2 separate regions of the Sus scrofa genome follow, and region 2 is linked to region 1. The links are chromatin contacts, called in public Hi-C maps. All regions are on one chromosome and are shown on one strand. The core of a region is the stretch at or near the end of the contact, and the rest is flanking DNA. Distances in the headings are between cores, read along the strand shown.

Region 1 (2,672 bases), core at 47-2,546:
TGGTGTAGGCTGCCAGCCATAGCTCCGATTAGACCCCTAGCCTGGGAGCTGCCACATGCCGTGGGTGCAGCCTTAAAAAGTATTTTTAAAAACCCCAAAAACCAAAAAACAAAACCACTGAAAAGCTTGGTGATCTAGACAAACTTTGCACTTTAAAAGAACATGAAAAGGCGAGTCACCAAGTGAAAGAAGTTTCAGGATACATCTGACCAAGGACTTTTCTGCAGAATACATAAACCGCCTACAACTCAGTGAGAACAAAAACTTACCTAATTTTTTCTGCAGATTGGCAAAAGATTTGACTACATACTTCAATAAGACCATGAGACAATGTTCAACATTATTAGTCACGAGGGAAAAGCAATTCAAAACCATCATTACCACACAACTGCAAACCCACCAGAAGGGCTAACATGTAAAAGCCTGACAGTAAGAAGTTTAATAAGGATGCGTAACACCTAGAATATTCATACGCCAATGGTGAACATCAAAACCATACAATTACCTTGTAAAACAGTTTACCAGTTTCTTAAATAGCCAAACCACATGGCTCAGCTTCTAGACATTTACCCAAGAAAAACGAAACCACATGTCCACACAGTAACTTATATATTAAACTCCGTAGAGGATTTATTTACTCATAATGTTCAAAAAATGAATACAAAAAAAAAAGTGAATGCAAAACAAATGGATGGACAAATTGGGATATATACACACTATGGACTACTACTCAGCAATAAAAAGGAAGAAACTACTTTTTTTTTTTCATCTTTTTAGGGCTACACCTGAAGCATATGGAAATTCCCAGGCTAGGGGTTGAGCTGGAGCTGCAGCTGCCAACCTATGCCACAGCCACAGCAACAGCACCACAGGATCCGAGCCACATCTGCGACCTATACCACAGCTCGTGGCAGTGCTGGATCCTTAACCCACTGAGTAAGGCCAGGGATTGAACCTGCATCCTCATGGATACTAGTCAGGTTCATTACCGCTGAGCCACAGTGGGAACTCCCAGGGAAGAAACTATTAACATACACAAAAACGTGGGTGAATTACAAAAACATCCTGCCAAAACCATGAAAGAGGCCAAAGACAAAAAGAGCACATAGTCTATGACTCTGTTTACATAGATGTTTTAAAAAAGTAAACTGATATAACAGGAAGTAGAGACACATTATTGGGTGTTAGGACATCAGTTATTTAGACAATGTGGAAATGGTATAAACAGACCATAAACCAGGTTAGAGCCCAGAAATGAACTAGTAAACCTGATATGCTACAGAAGTGACACTACAAAGCCCTTGATATAGGATAGATGATTTGATAATTAGTACTCACACAACTGACTATCCATCCGTAGGAAAAAAAGTGAAATTAGGTTCCTACCTTAACACCACACACAAAGATACATTCCAAATAGGTAAAACACTTAATTTCAAGATACAAACGCCACAACCATAAAAGATAAATATGATCATATTAAAATCTTCAGTAAAACAAGGGACCCACTAAATAAAGTCAAGAGCCAAGGAGTTTCCCGGCGGCATGCGGGGTTAAGAACCTGCTGTCACTGCAGTAGCTCCAGTTTGATCCCTGGCCCTGGAACTTTCACATGCCATGGATGCAGTCCAAAAAAAAAAAAAGAAAAGAAGAAGAAAAGGAAAACAGTCAAACCACCTACTGGGAGAATATATTTGTAATTCACACAACTGACAAAAAAGTTAGAATCCTAAGTGTGTAAAGAAGAGAGGCAATTTAATACAAAAAAAAAAAAGGCAAAAGACAAAGAGGCATTTCACAGAAGAAATCAGAAGGACCCATATATGCATTTAAAAAATGATCAGTTGTGTTTGTAATCAGGGAAAGATTAAGCCCACAAAGAGACAGGCAAAACTGTTTGACAATTCCAAGTGACAGTGAGGAGGTACCAGAACAAGGAAATTCACGCTGCTTCTGTGAAAGGAAATTGATACCACAAATCTGGAGATCGGTGTGGCCATATGTTACGTGGCAGATATCATTGCTTCCCAAGCTACATAGATACACCTCCCCCTTAATTCCCTATTGGCAAAGCATGTTTCCTATCAGAGAGATTCCAAATACCAAATACTCACTTCGCCAGCCTCCTTTACAGTTTGGGGAGTCAAGTGACCCAATTCCGGCTAATGACATTCAAGGGAAAGCACGGAGGTAGCTGAGGGAGGGCTTCTTATTCCCTGAGAGTTCCCTTCGAGGCTCAGCAGTTAAAGAACTAGACTAGGATCCATGAGGATGCAGGTTCCATCCCTGGCCTCACCCAGTGGGTTAAGGATCCAGTGTTGCTGTGGCTGTGGTGTAGGCTGGCAGCTGTACTCTGATTCCACCCCCCCCCTCAGCTTGGGAACTTCCATATGCCACAGGTGCAGCCCTAAAAAGCAAAAAAAAAATTTTTTTTAAATGTTGTTCCCTGATGAAGAGACACATGAGGAGGGTCCTCTTGCCCATCCTCCTGCTCTCTGTTCCCAGATATCATTCTATGAGGATGTAATGGCTGGAGCAGCAGCAATCATCTTGTGACAAGAAGCTCAAGGACAGCTTGGAAGAGAAGCTCAAGGATGTATTATTATACGACACAGGGAATGCAGTCAATATTTTGTAAACACTTGGAAATGGAAAGTAACCTTTTAAATTGC
Region 2 (2,672 bases), core at 127-2,626, about 21 Mb before region 1:
GCCCAGGCACCCTTCCTCTGTACAAGGTGCAGTGCAGAGCACTGTGGGGAGAGTGAACGGACGCTCCACAAAATCCAGACCGTGGGAAACCCTACAGGACCACTGACCTGGCTTCTTCCGTGAATATATTGTTAGAGAAAAGAGAGACAGAGATGAAGAGCCAACCTAGAGGTTAAAAGAGACTTAGAAAATATATCAACCAGTTGCAGTGTAGACACTATAGATAGATTCTGATTCAAACAGACTGTTAAAAAAAAAAAAAAAAAAAGACAATTGGGGGAGTTTGAGCACTGATGAGAGAACTGATGCTAAGAAATTATGGGAGTGTTGCTGTGGCACCGCGGGATCGGAGGCGTCCCTGCAGCACCAGGACAGAGGTTTGATCCCCAGTCCAGCACAGTGGGCTCAAGGGTCCTGTGGCACAGCTGCGGCGTAAGTCACAACTCCGTCTCAGATCTGATCCCTGCCCTGGGAACTCCATATGCTATGGGGCGGCCGAAAAAGAAAACAAAAATGATGATTAGTTTTTATAGAAATGATAATGTCAGTGAGCTTATGCTTTAGAGTATCATTAATGATAAGAGACAATGTACTGAAATATCTGTGGATGGAAGGAGGTGATGCCTGGAGTTTACCTCCAAACACCCTGGAGTTGGCGGAGGTGGTGGAGGGGAAGTAGGTGGGTATGGAGAGCAAACTAGATTGGGTGAGTTGGTAGTTGTTGAAGCTGGGTCCTGGGTGTATGGGGATTCATTCATTTTTTTCTGCTTTGTTATGTGTTTGAAAGTTTCCATATTAAAAGGTGTGAAATAAAGTAAGAGATAAAACATGAATCTCGTTTGTAAAGGACTGAAGGATGTGAAACTGGCATTTGGGGGGCTCAGGTTCTAGCCCTGGCCCATTTGGCAAGGACCTGTATGACTTGAGTCCTCCATTCAGCACTCTGGGCCTCACAGACTCCCCTGAGTGAGTTCACTGGGTGGGTCCCTGTTGCCTCTAGTCCCTGGAAAGCTGCTCTTTGGAGAGAGACTTGGGGCCCACACTCGGGAAGAAAGGGTCTGGCATCCAGGTGCCATGTCTGTACAGGGCATGGTTTCACTCCAGCTGTGTGTTTGCCAGATCCTTTCTCCACACGTGTCATCTCCTTTTCTCCAGGGAAGCTGGTGGCATTCTGTGATGTGCATTGTTATTGTAAGTTGATAGAATTTCAGACAGAGAGCAAAGCAGTGCCCTGTCATTAGGTGGGACATTTAAGTGCTACATGTGTAGTGACTAAGCGGAGCTCAGGCTCTGGAGCTCAGCTTCTAGAGCCAGCTTCACCACAAGTTGTGTCCCCTGGACCAGGGACTTCACCTACCTTCCTAACAGGGTTGTTGTGAGGATTCAGTGAGCCAGTGTAGGTGGTGTGCTTTGAACAGTGCCTGGCACATGGTAACAGCTCAGTAAGTGGCAGAGGTCATTTTTGCTGGCCCCAGTCGTTTTGCTTATATCTGGGATTTCTAGTTCTAAGAGGCTGTCGAGGCTTAAGGACATTCCGTGTCTTCCTGGTTCTGTCCCTCTCTCGGGGTTGGAAGCACACTGGAGCGCTCGCCGCCGCCCATGGGGGGTGAGTGGGAGAACAGGGTAACCCCGGAAGGCAGCTAGTGACGGGGACTTGCCTCCGAGAGGTCATCCCGTCCGCCTGGCACTTGGATGCTGATGGCCGAGATGCTGAGGGATTTGGTGAGGTGACCCTGGCGGGGCTGAGGAGAATCTGGTCCCCTGGCTGCTGGTTTTTTCTGTGCACGTGCTCAGCTTCCTGACGTCTCCTCTGACGTCCTCCCCGATGCCTGGGGTGCAGTGCGGAGGGAGAGATTCTCCCCATCTTTCCGGTCTGTCTAGTATTTAAGAAAAACCATTGCCTCTGTTGGGAAGGAGAGTCTGGTAATGGCCTGGCCCTGGAGGGCGGGAGACGGGAGGGAGCCTGGTGCGCTTCCTTCAGCCTTCTGACTAATCGCTTAAGCAGCAGAGCTCCCGTCACTTCCTTGCTGATCTCAGACCCTTGTCCTCCCATCCAGGCCGCCAGCCCCTGGCAGCCCTCACATGCTGCGTCTGAATCATCTCTCCATCCTTGTTTTTCATCCTTGATGTTTCCCAGTAAGCAGCATTGTTTCTCCAGCACCCACATAGCAGCATCCTGTGAATTTTTTTTGCCCTTAAGCCTTTTGCTTCCCTCCTTAATGTTATTTCTTGATTGCCTTCATTTTCTTTGGATGCTTCTATTTATTTTCTGTTCATTAGGCTGAAAATAGGTTTACAAGCTTCTCGTCTTTATTCTAGGAATGAGATTCCAGTTTATAGATTATCCACATCCCTTCGCTTTTTCTGCAGCTTTGAGGCGCTTGATAGCGCATGGAAATTTCCTAATAACAAGAAAAGTAAATATGAGACTTGACAGAGTCCATAGCAATTTTATAGAGAAAATAAAGAAAATAACAGACTAGACTTAAAGAGTTGAGAAGGCAGGAGTTCCTGTCATGGCTCAGGGATTAATGAATCTGACTAGGAACCATGAGGTTGCTGGTTCGATCCCTGGCCTCGCTCACTCTGTCAAGGATCTGGCGTTGCCGTGAGCTGTGGTGTAGGTCGCAGACGCAGCTCGGATCCTGTGTTGCTGTGGCTGTGGCTTAGGC

What was found. Hi-C and Micro-C count contacts between places; a contact is called where the count stands out from the background.
Region 2: a Hi-C map of omental adipose tissue shows a contact between it and region 1, with 7 times the contacts expected there. The contact joins two enhancer-like sites. A contact is called at or near these places in 4 of 47 Hi-C or Micro-C datasets (mesenteric adipose tissue, omental adipose tissue, retroperitoneal adipose tissue and 1 more).

What each region holds. Positions count from the first base shown.
Region 1 is chr8:11,101,460-11,104,131 of Sscrofa11.1, reverse strand. The region is part of intron 1 of CD38 (CD38 molecule); the gene reads right to left. Among named protein-coding and RNA genes, the nearest start is that of CD38, 19 kb to the right of the region's middle. Within about 2 kb of position 1,296, at least 2 of the 83 cell types and tissues checked have an H3K27ac peak or open chromatin away from gene starts, as enhancers often do. A contact at or near this core is called in omental adipose tissue, where this site is marked.
Region 2 is chr8:32,248,780-32,251,451 of Sscrofa11.1, reverse strand. The region is part of intron 1 of APBB2 (amyloid beta A4 precursor protein-binding family B member 2); the gene reads left to right. Among named protein-coding and RNA genes, the nearest start is that of APBB2, 52 kb to the left of the region's middle. Within about 2 kb of position 1,376, at least 28 of the 83 cell types and tissues checked have an H3K27ac peak or open chromatin away from gene starts, as enhancers often do. A contact at or near this core is called in omental adipose tissue, where this site is marked.